Linked DNA regions of Gossypium hirsutum: region 1 is linked to region 2. The links are chromatin contacts, called in public Hi-C maps. All regions are on one chromosome and are shown on one strand. Each heading gives the region's core, a stretch centred on a gene start, on an enhancer-like site or on the middle of the called end of the contact. The rest is flanking DNA. Distances are from core to core; before and after follow the strand shown.

Region 1 (6,106 bases), core at 1,434-3,933, 73 kb before region 2:
TGACAATTTTTGTGGTAGTCAATGTGTATTTAACTCATATGCCACGTGAACAAATAATTTAAATTATAATTTATATAAATCCATTATTTAGAACTACCATCTCTATGATTAATAAATTAACCTTTTAAAGACAATTCTTTAATGAAACTCTAAAAACTTTTCTCTTCTTTCTCCAAATCGTTTACTTCTTCTCTTTTTTTGCTTATACATGTAGTATTGCTTTTGCAAGTGATTTTACAGATGGTTTTGTTGCCGTCCTCTCCAGTTTGGTGGATCCTCAGTTCTTCTGTCGATTTTTGCTTGTCACTTTGGACCATTCAAGACCGATTTCCTTATCGTATTAAGTGCTAATTACAATCAATTCAGATATGTCATGATTGATTTATGACAGAGCCAATTGTCAATGTGCCATAATATTCTATTGATGTTGAGGCTGAATCCTTTGTTGTATCGATGGAGTTTATCCTTTACCGCCTACGACCGATGTTTGTTTTTTTTTCCGAATTGTATGGACTCATTCACAGAATGAATTAATAAATTTTCCTTTTAAAAAATAATTTAAAATTTATAAAATATTCAAAGAATAACCATTTTTATCTAGTTTTTGTGTTGTTCAATAGGGCTATAACCATGAAACTTGATACAATGGACATGTGTGTTAATGTTAGTTCCGGCATATGAGGTAGCAAATGTGAAACTATTTTCTTTTATGTTTCATGTCATGTTATTGTTTAAATTATATCCATTTGGCTTCTCTATTTATTAGTTAACATTTTAATCTCAAGACACAACATGAAATTGTGATTATCTTCATACCCATTAAAGGGACCAAAACTTGAAAATTACTCGTCTTCTTGCTTGATCTCTTTGCCAAAACTGATATGGGTAGAGCTAACATCAAATGAACTTCAACTTGGTGCACTCGCAAACATGAGAAAAATAATTTTCTTTATTAGTAACAGTGCATGTAATTCACCAAAGTCTCCAAAGTGTGAATAATAGAATAATTAGTAGCCAAAGTAGTGTTGTCATTATACAAAATATTAGATTGAAATGATGACATTGGCTTATAGGTCGTGAAAGATCTGGTTGGAGTGTGATAAATAATTCAGTCTTTATATAAGGGTGATAAAGATTGAAATGAAACAAAAGGAGTGTGATGAGAAGATGCTAATGGTGGTGGTTTTTTCTAGGATTGAGAAGTCATATTCATGGGTAGAGTTTCTTCTTACGTTTGGTGTTCCGGTAGTTCTTGATATCATTGTTAGTCCTTCCTAATAACTACCCAACTATTATTGGTCATAAATCACGTGGCATCGAACTATTAAGATCCTATCTATATTTGTGAATTATGTAAGTCTATAAAAATAGCCACCAGTATTATGTTGTGAAGAATATCAATAGTCATGATTTTATTGTTTGAACCAAATCAATCTTTTACAATTGCTTTTAATATTACTCAATTAATGTGTTTAAAGGAGATGTTACAAGCACATATTTATTTATGTAATTTAAATTATAATTATTACTATATTTATGAGAATTAATACTATTTAATTTTAAAAAAATTAAAAATATGTCAAAAATTATTTTGAATAAGAAGAGAATCTTTTAGAAAACCTACCAAATACCATAAAAATATTTTACATAAAATCATCAAAAAGAAAATATCACATTTTCTAACAAATAAGTTCATTTTTCAAAAATTATTTTTTGTAAACTGTTTTTCATGAAGCAAATAGACCCTTAGTTGAAGATGGGTGGGTATTTGCTTATGGTTGCTACGGGTTCTTCTTGTTCCGGTTGTTTAGGAAGTGGAAGATGGGTCAAGACATGGTGCTCCTTTCTCATTGGCCGGAGCTCACTACAGTGCCTGGTGGCGGTTGCCGGTTGGTGAAGGTGCTAGTGCCCTTTGGTTCTTTGTGATTTTTTATTGGAATGGGCTTGGCCTTTGTTTACTTTTGTTTGGGCATGCTGGGCCTCTTTTTTGGGCCCTTGATGACTTATACTACATGTATTAAGCGCTTTTCAATTATGAAACTAAAATTAAAATATATATTAATTTATGTTAAAAATATTGGATTATGTGACATCCAAAAGGCGAATGCGAATGAAAGAAAAAAAATTATGAAACGAAGATATATTTAAATTTAAAATTAAAAAAGTAAACACCATTGTAGACCATTGGTTGAGATTTCTTTGTTCACTTTAAGGATTAAAGTACAAACTTTAATAATATATTTTAAATAATAAGTTATTAAAAAAATAATTTTACGATAATATTTATTATTTTAAAACTTAAATCGGAGTATTTAAAAAATAGAATACTTAATTTGCAAGTTTGGAACACGGATTTGAAGGGAAGTTGAGAGTATAAAAGTCGGCATTTTGGGGGGTTGACCTAATGTAAGGCATAAATTCATTTTTTTTTCTTTTTAAATGTCTACTTTCTTTGGGCCGAAGAAAGAACAAAAAAATGTCCGAATCCAACATCTGACGTGGCAAAGATAAGTAGACGAAGAGAAAAGCTACTTAGCCAAGAAGTTGTTGTTTAATAATCATCGCTCTCGTCTCGAACAAACGTTTGTTGCGGGCCCCACAAATCCGTAACCGCCTCAAAGCGAATTATCTAAAACACCCCTTATTCATTTCCAGCAACGCCGCCTTAACGGTCATTAATTCGAAGACCTGCTTTTGTAATTTCATATAAAACCCTAATCTTAATCTTTCACGGAATTTTCATGCTTTGAGCGCCTTTATATAAGGCGGGTTCTGTTTTCAATCTCTTCCGATTCTACTGGTTGTCTTTTTGTTTGAATCCTGAAGAATTTCTTCAGTTCCTTTTGGTTTTTAATTTATTATTTATAGTTCCAAGAAATCTCAACAGCGACGATGACCATGAATCTGGTGGAATCCGTTGGCGTTAGGGTTCCTCCTAGTGCACCGGCATCGTTTTTCTCCTCTAAAGGTACGTGTAAACGCGGCGGCAGCGTCCGATCTGGTTTCTGCAAACGAGATTTCTCACAGAACAACGCAAATTTCGGATGGAGCGCGGTTCCGTTGCGGTTCATGTACTTTCGTAATGATTCATGGGTTAATTTCTCGGCCGATGTAGTAGAAACGCTCCGAGCCGGTTTCTTGGAGCGGAAACCGATTATCGAGACGTCGATTGACGGTTCGAAGTATATATTTGATTTCAAGAGGATGCTGCAGATCGAGTACTCGACAGGTAATTGCCGGTCAATTTCTTGGATAGACGAAAGTGGCAAGTGTTTTTTCCCTAGCGATTTTTTTAGCGAAGAAGAATTTATTGAATCAGAATGTAGTGAGTGGGATGATTATACTAGCTGTAATTATAAAAATAAGAATTGTAATTGCAATCCTAAGATTGAGATTGAAGTTAAGATTGATCGACCTTCATCGAAAAGAAAGAGGGAGGAGGAGCCTGAAGTGAGTTCCTCTTACAAAGCCGCGGGGAATGATGCGGTCAAATGTCAGCGTTTGGAGGAGGGAGGAGATGCTAAATGGCCTAATACGATACGGTTAAATGAAACAGATATGACGTCTATGCTCGTGAAGGATAATTTCTTGAAAGGAATTGCGAAAGTTGATACTGGAGCTTTAGTTACTTCAATTTTTCAATGTAAGCGAGAAACGCATTTGGACAAAGCTCGTCACGAAGTTTTTCAAAAGCAGAATGAGGTTACTAAGGCTGCCAGGGGCTCTTCAAATATGGTTTATGCATGGTTTGGGGCTTCCGCCAAGCGTGTGGAGAGTGTTCTGGCCCATGGGTTTGGCTCACCTACTATGCTTCCCGCGGCTGATGCTTATGGGATTGGCATTTATTTATCTCCCGTAGGCTTGCCACACTTGAGGTAAAATCTTTGTTTGCTACCATTAATAAGTTAGTTTTCACTCAGGGACTAAGGCTGTTATCCTATTAGATTACTATTGGATTCGAGATTGAGGTCAAGGCTCAAGCCTAGTTGGTGCAAGGGGAAATTCTGGCTTGAGCAGTTCTCTAGCTGAAACTAGAACTAGAAGTGGTTTAGTATCATATATTTATGTAATATCTATACCAGGTTTTCTCAGTTTTTGATCGGGTTTTATTACTCCTTGTTACTTCGTTTCTTTTCTGGTAATTTTTACTGTCATGCTGTCATTTTTCTATCTGTTTAATGTTGGGTTAATGGTTGCAGTGCAAAGCTTGCTGATGTTGATGGAAATGATCTAAAACATCTTATTCTGTGCCGGGTGATATTGGGAAATGTCGAAAAAGTAGAAGCCGGATCAGAACAGCATCTCCCATCTAGTGTAGATTTTGACACTGGTTCTGATGATCCCAAGAACCCGAAGTGGTATGTGGTATGGTCAAATATTGCAAACATGAATATTCTTCCCGAGTCTGTTGTGAGTTTCAGACCTAGTAACATGCAAGGTAAGCTTTTCTTCTCTCCTTGGTACCCTTTTTATTGTTTCCTTGTATATTTTAGTAGTTAACGTTTTGTATGTTTGTATGATTCTCTTGTAGGTCAAGCTCCACTGAGGGCAGTTGCTGGTGTCAAGTATTCCCTTGAAAAATTATTTTCGAAGATTAAGAGCTCTCTACCTCCTGGCAAAGTCCAAGAAATATTGATGATATACAGCACATATAGGGTAAGTAGGTGTGCCTGTCAATTAGATTAGGTTGAACGAAACTAGATCTTGTGGAATCATATTGAATATTTGACTATACACCGTACTTTGCTAAAAAATCGATCCCTGTTTACCAACTATACATTGTCTAACCAAATCTAATTCTCACTCGATATGTTCCTCAAAAAATCCGATTGGTGTGGATTCTTCCCCCAACTAACGAAGAGATCTTGGCGGAATTGCTACATATGAAATTGAACACAATTTTGCAAAGAAATAGCCACTTGCCTCCCGGGAAGAGATGGGAAACATGCACAATATCATTTGATTGAATAGTTGACCCACCTCCTTGTTGTTTGACGAAACCCTTCACTTCAATTGATATTTTTTCACGAAAAGCGAACATGAGATTACAAATCCAGTCTTTCACTCAAATTTCGAATAGCTGTCCTGAGTTCAAGTTGATTATGTTTCGCCTCTTACTGAGTTCAAGTTGATTATGTTTCGCCTCTTACTCGGATAAAGACGATCAAACAATTCCCAATCATTGTCCTTGTGGATCGAATCATCTATATAATTTACAAAAAGGAACTCCAGATATCTCTTGTTGCTTGGAATGGAAGTCGCATTCTAAAATCTAAGCATGTTTTGATAGCTCTTTTTTTTTTTGCCCAATTGTTTACCACAGGCTGGAATGATGGCCAAGGATGCTTTTATAAAGAAATTACGGCGGGTTGCTGGGGATGAGGTCCTGAGATCCGCTATTCAGGATATCAATGCTTCTGGATGATTTGGAAGTTGGAATTGTTTGGGTTACCTATTTATTTGCTTATGCTGTTTGAGAGAGGGGAAATACCAAATGTAATTGTTACCTCACAACTCTTAGGAAAAGCAAATGCCTAGACCACTAAATCGACAGAAGTCATTCTTAGTTTTTTATTGATCGGGGGATTTAGGATTTCTCTTTGTTTTAAACCACAGAATGTGTAGCAATCATGATTTAAGTTATTATAAAGTTCACAATTTCTCTCTTAATTTTTCATTTTCCTTTCTCATTGTAGATTTTATTTTGTGGAAGCTCACTGTTAATTTTATTAAAGCTGCAAGCTTGACACATTTAGTTTTAAAATCTCTGAAAGGCATGTTTCTCTTTACTTTTTTAACATTATTACTTACCCTTAGATCTCACCCATATCCACGGGTTCTTTTTGCTCTCGAAGCGTCATCTAATTATTTGTGTTCGGTATCTTCTTATGTTTTGGTGGTTTTCATTTTAACGTGGTTCCGATTTGTATTTTGTTGGCTTTTAGTGTGTTGTGGATCTATAGTATTCTTTTGGGTTTAACATGCTTGCTTATTTTGCAATTGTGCTTGTCACCTTGCTCTTGTTTTAATTTATGTTACTTAGTTCTATTTTGTCCATTTGGTTTTTTGTCATGGAATTGGAAACTATTTCGAAAGAATTGGGGAA
Region 2 (6,680 bases), core at 2,786-5,285:
AAACCTAGCTGAAGTTGTCATGTGATAGTGGATAGTGGATACTACGTATTAATACCATGGTAGATGAGTTTGGTGATCAGACAGTTGATTTTGGGTCCATTGTCCAAGAAAGATATAGGATGTCTGAATTGGGATAAACAAGCACAAAACGATTTGGTGGAACTGAAATTCTACATGTATTCATTGCATCTTTGAGTATTATAGTTCTTTAAGTGCATGTTATATCCCATTGCATAACTCAAATGTAGTATGTTGAGGACTAAGGGGTCATAGGTGGTTTCCCCCATGAAAACAACTTAATTAATGAGGATTGTGGATTTTGGTTCTAGTTGAAACAGATGCGAAGAAACTATTAAATCACAGGTTTTTGGAGGGAATGGGTTTGGCTTATGAGGCAACTGGCTTGAGTTGAGATCACAAGTCAAGAAAGATACAAAATTTGGATTTTGACTGTGTTATCAGAAAAATTAACTACAACTCGAAAATGTCCCTGCTCCTTTCATGTATTCGGGTGCATGTTTATAGAATTGTCTTCGCACATGCTTTAGTGAAAGGGATCAAGAGGAAGGGTTACCTAAGTTCTAGTTAATACAATGCACTCACTCGTATACGCTGCATGCATATCAGATATGGCTTGAGCATGATACTTTGTGCATGTAATCCAATGGAGATGCACCATTTTTAGGAATTTTGACAGCGCATTTCATGACGAAAAGTAAAAGTATCTGTTTCAAGCAAAATAAACAAGATTAGGAATGAACCCCTGCTTTTTTGCTATTAAGATGCTCTAAAATTCTTTTCCACTATTGAAACCTACATGGAAGTGGAGAGATTGGAACTTGTGATAATATTCCTTTGAGATAACAATATTTGTCAAGTCTGGAATTGATATGATTTTTTACATTTTGTTCCAGTGACTGAACTTTCTAATATCCCATTTTGTGTGTTAAATGGCAACTTGATTACTCTTGCAGTTTCAGTTTTCCTTCTGTACCTTTACATATACTTTCCACCTAAGACTGCAATATGTTTTCCGCTAATTGTTCATCTCCTGTTTGTTCTAATTGATATGCAGTGTCTGAAGTTCATGGGAGGACGTTTGGAGTTTGGACGCTTTTGACTTGTACTCTCTGTTTTCTTTGTGCATTTAACTTGGAAAATAAGCCGCTCTACTTGGTGACGTTTCTGTCATTCATCTATGCATTTGGTCACTTTTTGACTGAATACCTCTTCTATCAAACAATGGCCCTCTCAAATCTGACGACTGTAGGCATATTTGCAGGTATGTTGCTCATGAGTTGACATGCCATCATATTAAGCTTGTGTTGCTTGTCACTACTTATGCATGAAGCCTTAATTCAAGTTGCTGAAACCTTTTTTTGCTCAACTTTTTAGTTTTTTTACTGTTTTTATCAGAAGTTTGTTGATTGCATAACTGACCTAGAAAAACAATCAGATTAAAATTTGATAAACGATGATTGTTTAATCAGATTAAAATATTTCGGCATATTGGTTAAATTCATATAAAAGCCACTGTACTTTTGTGAAATGCTTATATAAGCCTCTAACCTTTAATTTGTATCCAATTAAGCTCCTAAATTACTATGTTTTTCTGATTAAGCACTTTAACTAAACCCTTAATTTTCCAGCGGTTTTAGTGGTTTTCATGTATAAAAAGGGGTTTCATTAAACAAAAAATAGTACTTTAAGGGCCCAATTGAGTAAAATCGTTGATAAGAGCTTATAGGGGTTCTTTGAGCATTTTAGTCATTTATTTCTTGTAAGTTTTTCGCTCACCAATCACCATGGTCTGGTTTTTTCCTTGGGACATTTATTATCATGCTACCATGTAAAAGTCCCTATGTTTGCCTGTAATAAATTTGTCTTTTTACACCTCAAAATCAGGGACATCAATTATATGGATGCTATTACAGTGGAATTCACGTCAACCGACACATGTCAAGCGTATCTGAAAATGAACTCCTTTGGTTTCAGTTTGTTTAATCTTATCTCAGGCATGGGGATTTATCAGTATCCATTTTACATTCTTGATGAGTACTAACTGATAACATCTGTTTGCAATTAGATTCTGGAGTTACTGTCTAATAGACTCGCAATGAATTGAGAACATATATAGTTTAAAAAAGAGACATGATTTTAAGCTTCTATAGCTTTCTTAACTGATGGTATTTGGAATCTGTAGTTTTCTGAACCCAGTTGTAGGTCCCAGGAGCTTACACTTAGTGGATGATACTGTGAAAAAGCTGCCAATAAAATAATGGGTGTTTGTAAGGCCTTCCTTTCCATGTCCTTGTGTTGGCAAAGCTTTACAATCTTTGCTTTTTTTTGTTGCCTTAGTCAGATGATATTATGTACAGAAGCCATTTCCTTGCATCTTTGTTTGCCTTTCTTTACCATTTCCTTCACACTTCTCAAAACGTGGAAATTGAGCTGCCCTTGTATAGCTTGCTTTGCACAATGGCACTTGAGGCATCTTCATTCTATACCATTTCTTTCATGGTTTCATGCACAATGGCTAAAATGCTAAAAGAGTCCCTTTCCCTTTTGTTAGAACATGCTTTACCTTGAAACCTTTATACCTCTGGTTTCTGCTGGTTGATTGCTTTTGCATGGTGAACTCTTGAATTTATTTCCTTAAGTTATCTGAAGCAAAGAGCCCCACCCCAAGCTTAATCTGTCCAAGTAGGATCAAGAATGTTATAAACTGAAACAAAGCCTTTTATTCTCATAAACTTCAAAAGGTCACTGGTATTTGAGCTATTACATTCTTTTGATTCACAAAAATAACAAATGTAGCTCCTAATAAAGTGATCAAGTTAGTGTCGTTTAAATTCTAACAGTCTAACCAGCTTTTTTTGTCCAAAAAACAACAGTTTAACTAAATTTGAAAGATCGAAGGTCCAAATAATCAGGAAAAAGGGACCAAAGTGAAAAAGAGAAGGTAAAAAGCTAGGGCGAATAAACTGTCTCCTATTCCTCCATTTAAGGTAAATAAAAGCATTCCATGCAAGTTTCGACACAAGAAGAGACTTGTTGATGCCTCAATATCCATGAATTCTAGTTTCAATCTCACTACCACAAAAAACACAGCTTCCTTCAATAGACAGTCCCATTGAAAGTAGTCTCTCCTTAGTAGGCAACATGTCAAGAATAGTCATCCAAGTAATAATGGAGTGTTCGGGTATCTTCAAAGTATGGCACACTAGTTTATTCCATTTCACTTTCACTTTTCTCCTCCTAATGTGCTCCCGATTTTAAAAACAGATTTTGCTCCAACAGTAATATCCATTAACTTCATAAGTTCCCTCCAAATCCAACTTCCATTTACCGAAATTGAAGTCTGCCAAAAGGATACACACTTTAAAACATAAGCATGTAACCATGATATCCATTAGGATCCTCCACCGGAAAGAATCTCTCTAAGCTTCACTAAACAAGCTTGCTTTCATGTCATCAAGTCCTTCATCCCCAGACCATCCTCAGACATAGGATGGCAGATCAAACTCCAACTTACTCTTGTTCCCTTTGTTGGATCATAACCTGGAGCAATTTGATTGATTTTTTGAATAACTATTTTAGGGAAAAAGAATTGCGTGCACCAACAACTTTGAGCATTGAAAATCACCGATTAGAATCTTAGCTAATAGAATCAAATGCTCCCTGTAAATAAAATTTGACAACACATTGAGGAGATAAAGTTGTCCTCCTATAGCCCTCTACAAGTTCTTGGGCCATTAAAATATTATCCTTTATGCTTCGTCCTTTCACAAAGGCACTTTAGCTTCTGGAGCTCACATCTAATAAGTGCGTTCTAAGCCTTTTAACCAAAATCCTAGTGATACATTTGTAAACAACAGAACAAAAAAAAATTAGCCGAAACTACCTCATATGACCAAGAATTTTCACCTTGGGTACCAATACAATAGTGGTTGTATTAAAAGCAGACATCAGCTTAGAATACTTGAAAAAATATAGCAGTCTTTAGTCACATTAGCTTTTACAATATACCAGGCAACTTTGAAAAAATGGGCAGTGTACCCATCCGGCCCAGGAGCCTTATCACCATTTTGCTCAAACATAGCCTCATGGATCTCCTCAAAAGCAATGACCTAGCAAGATCATAGAAAAATTCTTTGGCACTACTTCCTTTGAGAGAACAACCAGAAACATTCATATCAGGCGAGCCAATAAGTTGTGATTACCATTGGAGATACATACTTAACCCTTTCTCTATCTGACAAGTCTCATTATTTATCTCTTTAGCCTTAAGACCTTCGAAGTTGCCAAAGAAATTAACAACAAACAACATAAAAATAAAAAAAAGGTATTGATTAAAAAAATAAAAATAACATAAAATCCAGACAGAAGCTCATAAACCAGAATGCGAAAGTTGGAAGAAGAAATGATACCCTCTTGAAAAGGAATTGACAACAAAAAATGACTTTTGAGTAAGGAAAAAACAATAACCCTTTTGGTAACATGGAATTTTAGATTCGCTCATATCCAAGGGAATCTCTACTTTTCACAAGCAGCAGCCACAGACTGATATTTCTCGAGGAAAAATCATTATCCAAAGGGCCTGGTGGATGCCATGGAATATGTTAGCCATAAAAAAAAATGGAGAAGTGAAGTGAGTTGGTTCAAAGTTTATGCAATGAAAACAAAACAACGTGGGGATTGTGTTTTATTCATCTTTGAAGCAAAGGGAATGTCAGCCCCTCAGCCAACATTTGTTTGATTCATGTCTAATTTAGGGGTTTTTACTTCGTTTAGCAATTATCTGCCATGAATACTCTGTAACTTGTGGATGTTCTTTGATTCTATGAAAAACATGACTAAAATCATTTTCTTCCAAAGAAAAATGATGTTAACACATGTCTTTTATACCAAAACTGAAGATCCCATCCTTGAGATTTTAATCTTCCTAAGAAGCATGCCACTTGGTTTTTCTCATCGACATGCCTGAAATGCATAACATTCAATTTGTTTTTATCTTGAGAGGTGGTAAATCAACCTTTATCGCCTTTACTTTTCATTTTTCAACTGAAACCATGAAATCTCCTTTTTGCTAATCACTGGTGGCCACTGTCACATACCGCACAGCTCTACCAGAATCAGAAAAAAAGTGTAGAAACAGAAGAGAACTTTTAACAAAGTTCTTTTTATCTTTTACCTCTCAAGGTTTTACATTTACCATGCAAATCCATGCATAAACATAACCATCTTCATACTTGCTAAGAAACTTATCAAACTCATTTATTAAGCATCTGGGTTACTTTTTTATGACAAAAAATTTCTAATCACAACATCATGAAGTTTAATCTTAGGTATAGTCACCAGTCACCTTAGTAAGCAATAAAGTAGAAAGAGAAGGGCTGAGGAGACAGATCGCAGCTCTGCAAAAACCAATGAATCAAGAAGATGAAGCCTTCACTTCCTTTACTATTTCTAACTGCAATCTTTTTTTCAGGCCCATATTCAATGCTGCATTTAATGTCTTTTTTTCTCCCCTCTAATCTTTTTTACATGAAAGGAAACAGACAATTCACAAACAATCCACCAACTCTTTATTATTTACAAATAGGATTCTAACAGAGGCAGTTCAATTATTTATGTAAGATCAGTTTCAGAGAAAAAGCATGGCCCATACCTTGGAATGCATCTCTTTTATTATTACTATGTTGAAGCCCGTTTTCTCATCAGTACAAAGATATTTTTCTGTCTCCTTCATATATAATATCCGACAAAAAACTGTTTCGTTAACTTTAACACCACGTGAAGGTTATCCATTTAACTTTGTTAATCATGATTAAGATCATGAGTTACGCTGGGGTATTTTTATCACTTCGAGGTGGGGGTGTCTAAAATACAAGAGGAAGAACAGGGTCTAAACCCCTCTAATCTTACATGTCTTGTAATATACGAAACCAGTAACTGTCTGCATCTTTATTATCTATTTTAAATGATCAATGTCGTCACTTGTCATCAAAAGTAACAAATATCTGATCTCATCTCATCACTCGTAAAAAAAAGGTAACTTTTAATGTTAACAGTCTCGAATTAAGTGTATCTTAATCTGTTGATGTTTTTAACTGTAACTAAAGTAAACAAATAGTAGCGAAAGCTATGATCTTGCAATAGGAGAAGGAACATGAAATAAACGGCAAAATAAAATTGTTACCGTCAACCTCAAACTCAAACAAAATGTAGCTTTACAATGTTGGGTTTTTTTTACCTTCAAATCAAGGGTTACAAATCAGGTTCCCACACTTGCATTTCCAGCTCATGGGCTTGTAATTTGAGATGTCATCTCCTCTAGAGAAAGATATTGAGAACAATGCAGCTGAGAAATGGCGGTCTCTACGGTTTTTGAATAGTGTTGTGACAGGAACTTGAATTGCTTCACAGTTGGGCCAAGAACTGCACTTTCTCTCACACCTTGGCGGCCTTGACCCTATCAGACTTCTCATCATAAATGGCTTATCTTCTTCTTCAGTTTCTTTCTGTTCATGCAACATTTATTGAATTCTGTCAATTCTGATTGGATGTTAAGAAAATAAAGACAGAAAATAGAAATGGGATTTTGATTATTGATACCTGAGCTACTTCAAGCAACCTGGAAAGAGACCTTCCTGGAATTACATGAAAGCGAGTGTAAG

The links. A called contact is a pair of places that touch in the nucleus more often than the background predicts.
Region 1: a contact with region 2 is called in a Hi-C map of leaf, with 1.7 times the contacts expected there. The contact joins the promoter of LOC107905184 here to the enhancer-like site in region 2. A contact is called at or near these places in 5 of 34 Hi-C or Micro-C datasets (all in leaf).

What each region holds. Positions count from the first base shown.
Region 1 is chrD05:19,506,675-19,512,780 of Gossypium_hirsutum_v2.1, reverse strand. LOC107905184 (probable inactive poly [ADP-ribose] polymerase SRO3) reads left to right here and starts at 2,683. Exons shown (of 4, transcript XM_016831770.2): 1 at 2,683-3,875; 2 at 4,200-4,438; 3 at 4,532-4,656; 4 at 5,324-5,670. The coding sequence starts at 2,893. The coding sequence ends at 5,425.
Region 2 is chrD05:19,434,661-19,441,340 of Gossypium_hirsutum_v2.1, reverse strand. LOC107905179 (putative lipase C4A8.10) reads right to left here. Exons shown (of 14, transcript XM_041094202.1): 13 at 6,619-6,653; 14 at 6,174-6,524. It overlaps LOC107905178 (ergosterol biosynthetic protein 28), which reads left to right. Exons shown (of 3, transcript XM_041094203.1): 2 at 1,076-1,176; 3 at 1,906-2,292. The coding sequence ends at 2,004. Among protein-coding and RNA genes, the nearest start is that of LOC107905178, 4.4 kb to the left of the region's middle. Within about 2 kb of position 4,035, at least 4 of the 9 cell types and tissues checked have an H3K27ac peak or open chromatin away from gene starts, as enhancers often do. A contact at or near this core is called in leaf, where this site is marked.